Regions from separate parts of the Mus musculus genome. Here region 2 is linked to region 1. Evidence: chromatin contacts called from public HiChIP or PLAC-seq data. All regions are on one chromosome and are shown on one strand. Each heading gives the region's core, a stretch centred on a gene start, on an enhancer-like site or on the middle of the called end of the contact. The rest is flanking DNA. Distances are from core to core; before and after follow the strand shown.

Evidence for each region. HiChIP or PLAC-seq counts read pairs in DNA pulled down with a chosen protein or histone mark.
Region 2: a contact with region 1 is called in a FOXA1 HiChIP or PLAC-seq map of pancreatic cancer cells. The contact joins two enhancer-like sites. A contact is called at or near these places in 2 of 115 datasets of contacts at active chromatin or transcription factors (double positive thymocytes and pancreatic cancer cells) and 1 of 9 other capture datasets (embryonic stem cells).

Annotation. Positions count from the first base shown.
Region 1 is chr15:57,737,716-57,743,804 of GRCm38.p6, forward strand. The region is part of intron 1 of Zhx2 (zinc fingers and homeoboxes 2); the gene reads left to right. Among named protein-coding and RNA genes, the nearest start is that of Zhx2, 46 kb to the left of the region's middle. Within about 2 kb of position 4,351, at least 4 of the 459 cell types and tissues checked have an H3K27ac peak or open chromatin away from gene starts, as enhancers often do. A contact at or near this core is called in pancreatic cancer cells, where this site is marked.
Region 2 is chr15:57,945,657-57,952,065 of GRCm38.p6, forward strand. Tbc1d31 (TBC1 domain family, member 31) reads left to right here. Exons shown (of 21, transcript NM_001081396.2): 11 at 3,293-3,426; 12 at 5,319-5,452; 13 at 5,977-6,156. Among named protein-coding and RNA genes, the nearest start is that of n-TMcat16, 27 kb to the right of the region's middle. Within about 2 kb of position 4,090, at least 27 of the 459 cell types and tissues checked have an H3K27ac peak or open chromatin away from gene starts, as enhancers often do. A contact at or near this core is called in pancreatic cancer cells, where this site is marked.

The sequences.
Region 1 (6,089 bases), core at 3,101-5,600:
TTACCGGGAGATAAACGTCTCCATCTCTGCTGGTGCAAAATGGCTTTTAGTACAGTTGGCCCTGGGAGAAGGGAGCTGACTTACTCCTTTGGGACATAATGGAAAAAGAGAGACAGTTCTGCTTGGGGCAGACCCTGTCCTCACATTACCAAGCCACAGCCCTTCCAAACCCCCATTGGGCTAATTCAGGTAAAGGGAGGCAGAGGCCTGTCACAGAGCACCATGGGAGAGCAGATAGATTTGCATTCCTAGCCACACCAGCAAAACACGCCAGACTGCAGGAGGCAGGAAAGAGCCCCGCTGCATAAACAAATAGCTGGAGAAACCGGGACGATCTGGCTGGGATGTCAGAGACTTCAAGTTAGGGCACACTGGTTAGCTTCCGCTCATGGAGGGGAAAACGTCTTACCATTCCACTATGCAGCTCTGGAGTTTATCATTATATCTCCAAAAAGAAGTGACTCTGTCTGCAGGGAGGTGGAGGCAGGAGGATCAGAAGTTCAAGGTCCTCTTTGGCTACCTCTCAGGTTCAAGGTCCATTTGTATACCTCGTGGGACTCTGCCTTGGAAGCAGCACCAGGCAAGTCTATCCCAGCAATATTTTATTCAGCAGAAAGCTGGGAAGAGGAAAGTGATGTCAACTAAGAGATGGATTGTAAGACAATTTGAAAATTACAGAAACTAATGATTAGGAATGTGGCAGAAACCTTTAAGTTTTCCAGTAAGCTTGTTTAGGATGAAAGGAGAAAAACCCAGTTAAATGCTAAATACAGATGCAGAATACTACATACGGAATATCATTTTATAAAAATAGGTGTGAACCAAATTGCAGCAAAATGTGGAAATACTTTAAATCCTTGCACGTAACATCAGAAAAGATTCTTTCAATTCTGAATTTATTATGAATGGTAAGTTGCATGTACATGTGTGCATGCGTGTGTGCGTGTGCGTGTGCGTGTGCGTGTGCGTGTGCGTGTGCGTGTGTGTGTGTGTGTGTGTTGAAACAGAACATCATCATACACCTTTTGCTTTCTCTCCGTTTCTTCTTTATTTTTGTCTGGGTACACACACATTCAGGGAAAGCATAGGTGCTTTGTTCATTCAGGAGTTTCCTGGCCAATGGGGACCTGAGCAGGCTACAGAGACCTGGACATCACTCATCTCTCTCCCCCACCCAGTCACTGCCCACTCATCCCCATCCCTGAGCCATCCACACTTTCTTCGGCTTGTTTATATTTTTAGCTCTCAGGCCCAACGAGTTCCATGTGTTTTCCACACCCAGTGCAAAGTGGCAGAGGCCTGCCCAGCTCGTGTCCTCGTGTGGCCTCCTTTGGACTTCGAGGGGTCCTTCCTGCTTACTACACAGAGGGACAAAAATAAGTCTGGCAGTGACCTGTTCCCATTAGCAAAGCACACACACACACTGATTTTTTAGGATTGTAGGGCTTCGTGTCAGAGAGACCTAAGACTCTTTAGACTGATGTTTTCCTAAAACCCCACATGACTTTCCAGAAACCAGTGGCAACTGTAAAAGATGCAAGGTTATGTGGCTCTGACAACTTAAAATGTCACAGGCTCGTGGCAGGCAGAAGAACTGTCTTGGTTTTGTTCTGGGCTAGAATAAGATAACAGTAGTTAGCTTGTTCAGCTCACAAACTCCAGTCTTTGTGTTTGGCTATACATGTGTTGGGCCGTTTTGTCAATGGGGAAGTTAACTGATGTATGAGAGACATGATCTTTTAAAATGTGGATTGTCCAAACTGTGGACATCGACAGAACCATGCTTATCTGGTCCATGCATGTGTTGGGAAGAAGGAAGAATGCTCTAAACCTGCCTAAGTAGATGATACAATGGACCCAGAGCAGCTGCCTGCTCCCACTGAAAAAACTGCTACATGGGCCAATTGGTCTAGAGTTAGGTTGTCCAAAGCTAACACCTTAGTGTCTATGGGGCTTCGCCTACTGGGATGTGTTTCCTGAACTGGGAATAGTCTGGCAATCGATGAATCTGTGTTTCCTTCAGCTTCCTTTCCCAAATGCCTTCAGCATGGCAAATGGCTGCTGGCGCCAATTGTCTTTCCTCTATCCCTCCATCTTTCCCAACTGGAAACACAGAACTGTCTGCACAGCAATGTGCAAAGGAAATCGGTAGGCTTTAAAGCTGATGGCCTATGTTCAAATCCAGCCTCCCTCCCTCCCCACCAACAGTCCACGGTCCCAGGGTTAACTTCTCTGCCCATCTGTTTCTCCAGTTTCAAATGGGAATAATGATAGCATTTGCCTCAAAAAGGCCTTTGTGAGGAGCAATCAACTCCATGAATGGAAAGCATTTGTCAAGAACATAATAAACATGCGCAGTGACGGGCTTCACGGTCTCGGATGCTACTGACAGTTTTCATAGAAAGTCAATGACCAAGCCATAGGATCAGCTTTGGATGCGCTTTGCTTTGCTGGGCCAGTGGTGGCCAGCTCCTGCCTGTGCTGTTGGCTTTATCTTTAGGGAAGAACTGAAAACTGCCCATCCCTAGTCTCTCAGAACCTTTCCAAGGGTTCCAAAGCCATCATAGATCTTCAGGGCTACTAGTCAGCTCTGCCACTGGAGTGAAATACTGCAGATGGTTAACCTATGGAGAGAAAAAGGTGGCTCACGGTTTGGGGGCTTCTAGTTTAAGAACTATGCCTTTGGGCCTCTGATGGACATGCCGGCGGTGGTGATAACGGAAGCATTGGTCAAGATGAACTACATAGCTCATGGTTGGGGAGTAAAGGATGAGAGAATTCTCATTCAGTGGTCCTCTTCAGTGGTATATAAGTGACCTAAGGCCCTCCCTATAAGCTCTTCCATACAACTCCAGAACACGTCCCATCACGTGTGGTACAATGGATGGATACATACTGAGCTTTGGGCCACAGGGGACAGTCAACATCCAGACTAGAACAAAGGCAGAGTGCCAATGTCCTGTCTACTTGCCCAGGAGTCTTCACTCCCCAGGCTCTGGTATCTCTAGATACCTCTTCTGACGCTTCACACCAGGATAGAGGGAGGGACGGGAAGAACTAATACCAGAAGAGCCTTGTCTTGGTCATCAGCATGTGCTGTACACCCTGCACTTAGTCTCTGGTTGAGCAGCATAGGGTCCTGCAGATGGCTCCTGCCTCCTTCCTATGGCTCCTCCTGCTGTCTCCACTGACTGTTCTCTGCAGGAAACCATGAGCCAGGCAGACCGGTTGACACTGGGTCCCAGCATTCTGGAAGACATGATTGTTTCTCCAGGAGGCTGTCCTAGGAATCCCTGATGTATTTGCTCCCCAGGAACCCGTTCCAGGTCCTCCCTCTCTGAAACCACCATTTCCTGAGCACTCTCTGGAGGTGCCAGACCTCCTGAGGATACAAATGCAACTCCACTTTCTACCTGTGGACTGCTCAGTCCAGCAGGAGCTACAAAGGAAACACAAAAGGGATGCTTGCATAGCCTAGGTATGGGATGAGCACAAAAGGGATGCTTGCATAGCCTGGGTATGGGATGAGCACAAAAGGGATGCTTGCATAGCCTGGGTATTGGGATGAGAGTGGCCCTTCAGGCCCAGGGTTCCCTGAACAGGGTCAGAGTTCACACCGGGTATATGGCCAAGCTCCAGTGTCTCTGAGTGTGCTTATCGCTCTGGCTATATTACAGATGGTTCTGGCAGGTGTCATCACGCAGCCTCAGTTTCTGCATTCCGGGAGGGCTGATGGATAGCATGGGACCCACCTCCTTGTATATGATCGCATTTGACCTAATCCAGCAGCTCTGTAAGGGCAAACATTACACCCATTTTACACTTCCTGATGCCCTGAGGGGTGAGCCAACCTTGCCCTGTTATGTGAGGGCAGATACCAAGCCCATCCAGGTGTCTAGGAAATGTATATATGCACAATGCTGGGCTGCAGAGCCAGATCTTGGAGACGCCAAGCAGGTGGCAAATCCCTGGCTCTCTAATCCTAGCTCTGCCTGGTGTGTGTCATACAGACTTAGAAAAGCCATTTTTTTTCTTGAGAACTCTGTTTCCCTAGCTGGCAAGTGAAGACATTGGAGGAGAGATTCCATGCCACAGCTCTATAGAACTGAGGCTGAGAACACCTTAGTACTTCAGTCTGAGGTCTCTGTCCTTGTCCTCAAACCCCACCCCACCACCTCCTGCTTTGGGTCCCTTCTTTCTTTCTTCCAGTAAACTCAATGTGTGCGCAACAGTTATCTGGGGAGCTTGTTACGTCTTGGCCACTACCCCAGAACCTATTGACTCTGCATAGCCCACAAGAGAGAACCCGGTCACTTGCCTTCTGTCTTACATACACCACAGGATTCCTGATGACCAAAGTCCAGTAGTTCTCAGATTCCAGTGTGCATCTCTCTCACTTGGGCCTTGTCATAGGGCAGAGCCTACCCTCAGAATTTCTGCTTCCATGGTCAGGGGTGAGTCTACCAGTCTTGATGCTTCTACCAAGTTCTCACATAAAGTGGGGTCACTCTGAGAGGGTCACTGTCTCAGCTCATTCCCTGCAAACCCAAGTAGCAAGTGAGTGGTGGGATCCTGATTCCCAGGCAGCTGTGCATGAACTTTTAAAGAGGAACCTTCTAAACTACTACAGTAGGGCTGGGAGCTGGCTCAGTGTGTCGGGTATGTGTTGTGCAAATACAAGAGCCCAAGTTCAGATCTGCAACACTAACAGAATGTGGGCATGGGAGTGTGTGCCTGTAACCACAAAGGCGGAGGCAGATCTCACTTCTAAGACCTTTCCAATTCTGCTATAGCCTTAACTTGCATTCATTCTGCAACCCATATAGATATAGATATGTCTGCTGTGTGCCATGTGAAGCATTTATCAGAGTGAATGTTCTTAAGTAATGTTAGAATAAAGAACTTACATTAGCTTGATCAGGGTACCAAGATAGGTGGATTTCGTGATAATTGCCCTCGCTGATGCCTCTAAATGTTGTGAATTTACTGTTATTTAATAATTTCTGACACTGTGGAAAGACACACACACCAAGATGGGGAGCAAATAGGAGATACTAAATGTTGAACAGTGGCCTCTATATGCACACACGTGGATAAGCACATATGCACACATACATGTGGACACATATATACAACACACACAAACATACACAGACCAAATAAAAGTACTGAAATAATTACAAATATGACTATTGTTTACCTCTGACCCTATCTACAAGACCCTATTACTACTATATCATCAACAGTTCTCATTGTTACTCAGGACTTAAAGATTCACAAGTCAAAGGTCAAGGAGAATAAGTAGTCACACAAGATTATACACATCACAGATGCAGTAAGAATCTCCTAAACACAGTCTGGGATGTTTTTCATAGTCTACCAGACCTCTCTTTGCCTAAGTTAGGGATATTCTATCGTGAGACTTGTAATAAGATTTAGAAAGAAGTCCTCAGGGTGGAGTGATGTTTCTGATTTGAAGAACCTTCCATTGGTTCACCGAAAATCAGTAGTGGCCTTTGACCCCATGGTAGGACAGCATTGATTGATAACTCACTATGTAAGCCACTATGAATGGATCCCTGGTCCAAGGGACTGTCGGGAAGATGGGTAGGTAATACATCCCCAGCCTACCTGCTTAGATGTGAAAGCCAATGGTGGCCAGATCAAGGGAACCCCCTGGCCTTGAGACATTCCAGCCTGACTGGTGGTCTGTTTGCCTATAAGGGACTTGGGAAAGGAGTTCTTGGCACCTGAAAACACTTGCCCAGTTGATGTGGAGGAGTTTGGATCATAATCTAGTGGCATGCATCTTATGGGGGAGTTTCTCATTCCCTGATTTGTGAGAATTCATATTAAGAGGAACTGCATTGATTTGTAAAGATCCAGAGTAATGGGAGAGAAAATTACATCCTCTTTACACATTCTCTCTCTCTCTCTCTCTCTCTCTCTCTCTCACACACACACACACACACACACACACACACACACACACACACACACATTCACACATTGCTACTTACAGTTTTCACATCTGGCTGGAACCTCCGTCATCTAAAGTGCCTATGTCTTTTGTAGCGCTCTCTCTCTCT
Region 2 (6,409 bases), core at 2,840-5,339, 210 kb after region 1:
ATTTGTCCCGTTCATTTCCAGTGCTTTTGGTTCAATCAGTACTGTTTCCTCTTCACTGGAGGCTGAACACGGGGTCACTGACCTGTCTGCTAGCCCCTGAAATTTTTGTTTAATTTAAACTTTATTTTGTTTTATACTCTCATAAGGTTTATTCAAGCCAGTCTGGCTTCTTTTCCTTCCACCTTGTTTCTCCATTAGTAATACTGTCTGCAAACATTACATAACCGCATGTGTATTTGTGCTTTCCCCTATACAACTGTTTCTACATCTCACACATTTCTAGACCCTGCTTCAAGGTGAGAACATTTTGAAGCATGCAGAAACGTGCTGTATCTGACTCCAGCTGCCTGTGCCTGTCACATGATTCATTGCCCTGTCCCTGCTAGGGAACATTTGGATCTTTTCCAGTCTCTTGCTCTTACAAGGTGCTGAGTTAATTACCTTTGCCTATACATACTCTTAAAAAGCTGATGTACCTTACGTTTTAACTTATTGCCTTTGAATGTGATGAAATATCAGCTGGTGTGAAGACTTATTTACTACATTTAGTATGCTTGCCTGCTGTGCACAGTAAGTCTTCATAAAAGAACACTATCGTTCAGATATTTTTGGAATACCCTCGTGCCTTGCCTTTGATTCTTGGATTCAAGTTTGCAGAGCTAAACACTGCAAGTACTTTGGCAGGAAGCCCTGGGAGGAATATACTACTTCAGCAATGAATGTTTTTACCCATTCCTCTGCAATGCTAACTTGCATGTGTTCAGAGGATGAACAGGCTACATATTCCTTCTGTTGATCCCATCGTAGGAAATCAAGAATTGATTTTGTCAATAAATAAATGCTGACATTTATCTGATGATTCAGATGGTCAGAGAAATGCTCTCGTTGTGTGTGGACGGGCTCTTCCTGAAGACAATTTCCTAAACTCTGCTAAGGTGGCAAGAGTTTTCATAAGATGTAGTAAGTTTGATGCATAAAATCATTCTGTATATACCATTTATAATTAAAGTTACTGTTTTAATTATAATTCTGTATAAATACTTCAAGTTATAATCTTCATGTTTTCTTTTGATTTTCATTTTTTTTATTTATTTATTATGTGTAACTACACTGTAGCTGTCTTCAGACACACCAGAAGAGGGTGTCAGATCTCATTACAAATGGTTGTGAGCCACCATGTGGTTGCTGGGATTTGAACTCAGAACCTTTGGAAGAGCAGTCTGTCAGTGCTCTTACTCTCTGAACCATCTCTCCAGCCCCAATTTCTTTATTTTAACTTCTTTTCTGTGAGACAGACTCTCACTCTCTAGCTCACTGTGGCCTGGAACTTAGCACGTATTCAGGCTGGCCTCAAGCTCTCCATGTTCCTGCTTCAGGCCTCCACGGGCTGAGCTCGGAGGGAGAGGCCATCACACCAGGTTTGTTTTTCTATGTTTTAATTTAAAAGTTCAAAGTTAGGTGCTAGGGAGATAGCTGGGTGGCTAAGAGCACTGTGTGCTCCTTAGAGGGCCCACACAGCAGCTCACAGCCATGTGTAACTCCAGTCCAAGGAGCCCGACATTCTCTGCTGGCCTTCGAGGGCACCAGGCAAAGTACTCATTACACAGGAAATAAAATCCTCATTTACTCTTATTTGTTTTATAAATTTAATTTAAAATTATGACTTAATGAAAGAGAATTATTGTTTTTAGCTTAATTCTGCTATTGCAGAAAGTTGAGACTTGCCAGCCTATGGGTTGTACTGAAGAAACCATGTTTGTTTGTTTGTTTAAGATTTATTTATTTCATTTATAAGAGTACCTGTAGCTATCTTCAGACACACCAGAAGAGGGCATTGGATCCCATTAAAGATGATTGTGAGCCACCATGTGGTTGCTGGGAATTGAACCCATGACCTCTGGAAGAGCAAGCAGGCAGTGCTCTTAACCGCTGAGCTGTCTCTCCAGCCCCATGTTTATTTTTTAAGTATTATCATTATGTTACTATATAAGAAAATGGTTGTTTTTTAATTAAAACTTTTTTGAAATCACATTTATTTATTTACTTATTTATGTATTTATGGAGTATGTGTGCATGTGCATGTGTGTTTGCTGTGCATACATGTGGAGATAAGGGGCTGTGAGCGTTGCTCCTTTCGGTCCACTATGTGAGTTCCCGAAATTGAACTCAGGTCACCAGGTTATAGGGCAAGCACACTTACCTGCTAAGCCATCTTGCCAGCACTGCCACGCCCTCCCCTGCTTTCTCATTATATTAAAGATGGGTACTTAACTATTAAGGAATACAATGATATATTAAAGACTCGCTTTAGCAGACTGTAGTATAAGTGGTGGAGGCAGGGTCTTCTGTCGGACGTGGATAACGGTGCATGACAGGTCACAACGATAATCCATGTATGTACCTTTGTGTGATAATTGTGTGGAACAGACACACTGGGGAGCACTGGGAAGATCCTGGATCCTCTGTAGGAGCAGCACGCACTCTGAATGGCCGGGTCACCTCTCCAGCCCCCACTTAGATTAAAAGTTTGACAGAAATGTGTATGAGTCAGGGCTCTCTAGAGGAACAGAGCTGATAGAATGGATATGAATACGTATGTGTGCGTAGGTACACACACACACACTGAGAAAGGGGATTTAGTAGAGTACCTCACAGGCTTGTGGTCCATCTAGTCCAGTAATAGCTGTCTGCCAATGGGAAGTCCAAGTTTCCAGTAGCTGTTCAGTCCAGGAGGTGAGGCTGGGTGTCTCAGCTGGTCTTCAGTATCCTCCAGAATCCTGAGAAAGTCGGCTTTGATGCCAGTGAAGGAATGGACTTGCCAGCAAGTAAGCAAAGAGAACAAGCTTCCTTTTTCAACGTCCTTTATATATGCTGTCACCAGAAGGTAGGGCCCAGATTACAGGTGGATCTTCCTAGCTCAAAAGATCCTGATTAAAATGCTGTACATCCTGATGTAAACGTTTCAAGTAAGGCACAGGACAGTGTCTATGTAACGCCACCATTTGTGTGGGGGGAGACTGGGGTGTTTGGGGGGAGGGGCAGGGTCTCACTCTGTAGCCCTAGCTGGCCTAGACCTCGCTGTGTAGACCAGGCTGGCCTCGAACTCCCAGAGACCTGCTTGTCTCTGCTCCTCCATTGTTGGGATCTAAGGTGTGCGTGCACCACCATACCCAGCGCTTCTAAGGAGACGAGCTGTGTGCTGAGGATGGGAGAGAGCCTCCACCAAGTCTGAGTCATCTCCTCAGACATACTTGAATCATGCTCTTGCTTTCTGGCCTTTTTTTCCTTCCAGAACCCTCTCTGCATTAGCTCACTGGTCTGCAATCTTCAGTGACACACCATACCTTCCACTCTTGGCATTTCCATTTGTAAAATTATTCCAGAACAATCAGCTCATCTGTTTTGAAGTTGTGGCTACTCTCATAAGTAAGTACTTCAGGAATCTAGATTTTTTTTTTCTTAATAGGTCAAGAAGTATAAAAGAGTCACATTTAGAGCAAAAAGTGGTCAGGGAAACCTTTACAAGAAAATGCGGAGAGTTGAATTTCTTAGACAGCATTTATTGTTCTGGGCTGGGTTCTGTCAGAAAGAATTCAATCTTGTACCTACTGGGGGTTGGTTGCTTTTCATGGGACTGCTGCAGGATTGAGCACTTGGCAAGCAGTGCCTGCTGGCCATTGTCTGCTGTCAATGCCTGCTGTCAGTGCCTGCCATTCAGTGTCTGCTGTCAGTGCCTGCTGTCAGTGCCTGCTGTCAATGCCTGCTGTCCAATGCTTGCCATTCAGTGCCTGCTGTCAGTGCCTGCTGTCAGTGCCTGCTGTCAATGCCTGCTGTCCAATGCTTGCCATTCAGTGCCTGCTGTCCAGTGCCTGCCGTTCAGTGCCTGCTGACAGTGCCTGCCGTTCGTGCTCAGGTGCTGGCTGCTGCCCTCACGCCCCTCTGAGGCTCACAGAACTGAACAGTTTGTAGGACACATTGTCCTCAGTTCACTTTTGTTGCCTCCTTTTTCCTTCATCACTACCCTGTGCAGTAGCCATGGCTGCCCCCTACAGATGAGACCGAGGCACACAGACCTCTAATTCTGAGGCTAGGTTAAGACAGTGTGCTCCGGGTCACTCATTGTGTGTAAAGTGACTCACTCTAACAACAGCAGTTTAAAGAAGTTGAAATCTTTGCCAGATTTTACCTCTGGCCTAATTACTAGCTCAAGGCTAACTGTCCTGTAATAAATGAAGTAATAGCTCTTGTAAACTATATGATACTTTGCTAATGAAACTTCTGTTGATAATTTTGAGATAGGAGGTCGTAACATTGAGGGATGTGGCTTTCCCTGTTACTCTGATAAGTTCCTTCGATTACTTTAGTAACTAAGGAAAAACATTTGACTTCCTGCTACATCGTGGGAGGGGAGTCACGGCAGCAGAGAGTGAGGCAGCCAGTCACACTGCATTGTAGGCAGGCAGGCAACAGGAAGCATGCATTAGTGCCGATGCACCGTGTGCTTGTTCTTTTATTACACCTAGGGCTCCGTCTGTGGAGTGGAGCGCCACTTGGCACATTGGCAAATTCTCTTTATTCATTAGCAGGGCAGTGGTTGGATATGTGTCAATAAAAGCATGTATGTACACACACACACACACACACACTTCCTAATCCAGCATACTGGACGTTCTGGTTCCTGATGACTTCTGTTTTGCTGTCTTTGATTAACAAAGGGATTGTCTTAGCAAAGGCTATGTGTTGTGGCTTATCCTATGGTCAACTTGACCGGACTTAAAGTCATCGAGACAAACTGCTGGGCCTCTCTGTGAGGACATTTCCAGGAAAGGTTTAAATGAGGTGAGAAGAGCCACCATCAGTGTGAGTTTGGAACCTCATGTTCTAGCAGTTAAGCAGTTACATGATCTTGTCTCTATTCACAAGCATATTGAGGGGGGGGGGGGGGGATTAACCAAGTCTGATGGTATAGGTCTGCGATCCCAGCTAGCCCAGAGGCTGAGGCAGATAGACCACAGGTTCAGCACATGCCTTAAAACCTACAACTAAATAAACAAATAATGAGTAAAAGGGCTGGGAGGTAGCTTAGGGCTAGGGCAGTGCCTCGCACGCACGACCCTTATGTCCGACCCACAGTACTAAAGATAAAAAGCCCCAACATTACAACGTTAGGTAAGCTGACATAGGTGGATCAGAAGTGTAAGACTAGCGTGGGAATATGAATATATACATATAAACAGACACATTGTGACTGTAGAAATTCCGTCTATAGTAATAAAAGTATTTAAAGACTGATTTTCTGATTTTTTTTCCCTCTGTAGTCAATTGGTGTCAACATTGGTTTGAGTACTTTCCTAATCCTCCTATCAACATTCTTAGCATGATAGAAAATGTTTTGGCATTTCATGACAAGGAGCTGCTGCAGCACTTCATAGATCGTGATATAACTTCCCAGGTAAGAATAGAAGGGCTGCAGAGGAGCATTTATTTGGGAGCTAAGGTTGATTCTTGAATGGATAAAACACGATGTCCCCAATAAATAATATAATTTTTAATTTATTGTGTGCATGTGGGAATGTGTGTGTGCACACATGTGTTTGCGTGTGCGTATATCTGTGGGCCTGTGTGCAGGGCTTACACTCAAGTCATCCCCTTGTTGGCAAACAGCTGGGCTGCTGAGCTGTCCTGCTGCCCACAGTGTGTGTTTTTAACAATTTGCCATTCTTTATTAAGGTCCCTCCTGAAAGCCGACCTGCAGAGAGAGGCCAAATAGGAGCTGAGGCTGTAGCTCAGAGGAGCCCTTGCTTCGTGTGCATTAAGCCTGGTTTTAGTCTCTAGCCTGTGGGGACGCAGAAGTGTTGTCTAAATTAATGTAGTGCTTTTAGTAATATAATTGCTGCATAACTTAACTTGGCAATGAACGCTTTGACTCTTACTTAGAATACTGGAATGGTATCCGTCATTTCTTGCCTGCTTTAGGTGTATGCCTGGCCTCTCCTGGAAACACTGTTCTCAGAAGTGCTGACGAGAGAGGAGTGGCTCCGCCTCTTCGATAACATCTTCTCCAATCACCCTTCCTTCCTCCTGATGACTGTGGTGGCCTACAGTACCTGCTCCAGAGCGCCTTTGCTCAACTGTACTCTTAAGAATGACTTTGAGGTAAATCCCCTCTCATCCATAAGAGAAGGTTCTCGAGGCTGCATGTATCGTCAGTGGCGGCATGCTTGCCTAGCTCACACGAGGGTTCCAGCGCACCGCTCATCAAAACACATCCCACACAAGACGTTCTCCAGTCTCGGGGGTTCACACTGCGCAGCTCATCCCAGCTGAGCACCTGCTTGTACTGGGCATTGATGCCAGATGGTAGGGATAGAATAGATAACAAGTCAGACCACACCCCTGACCTTGCGTA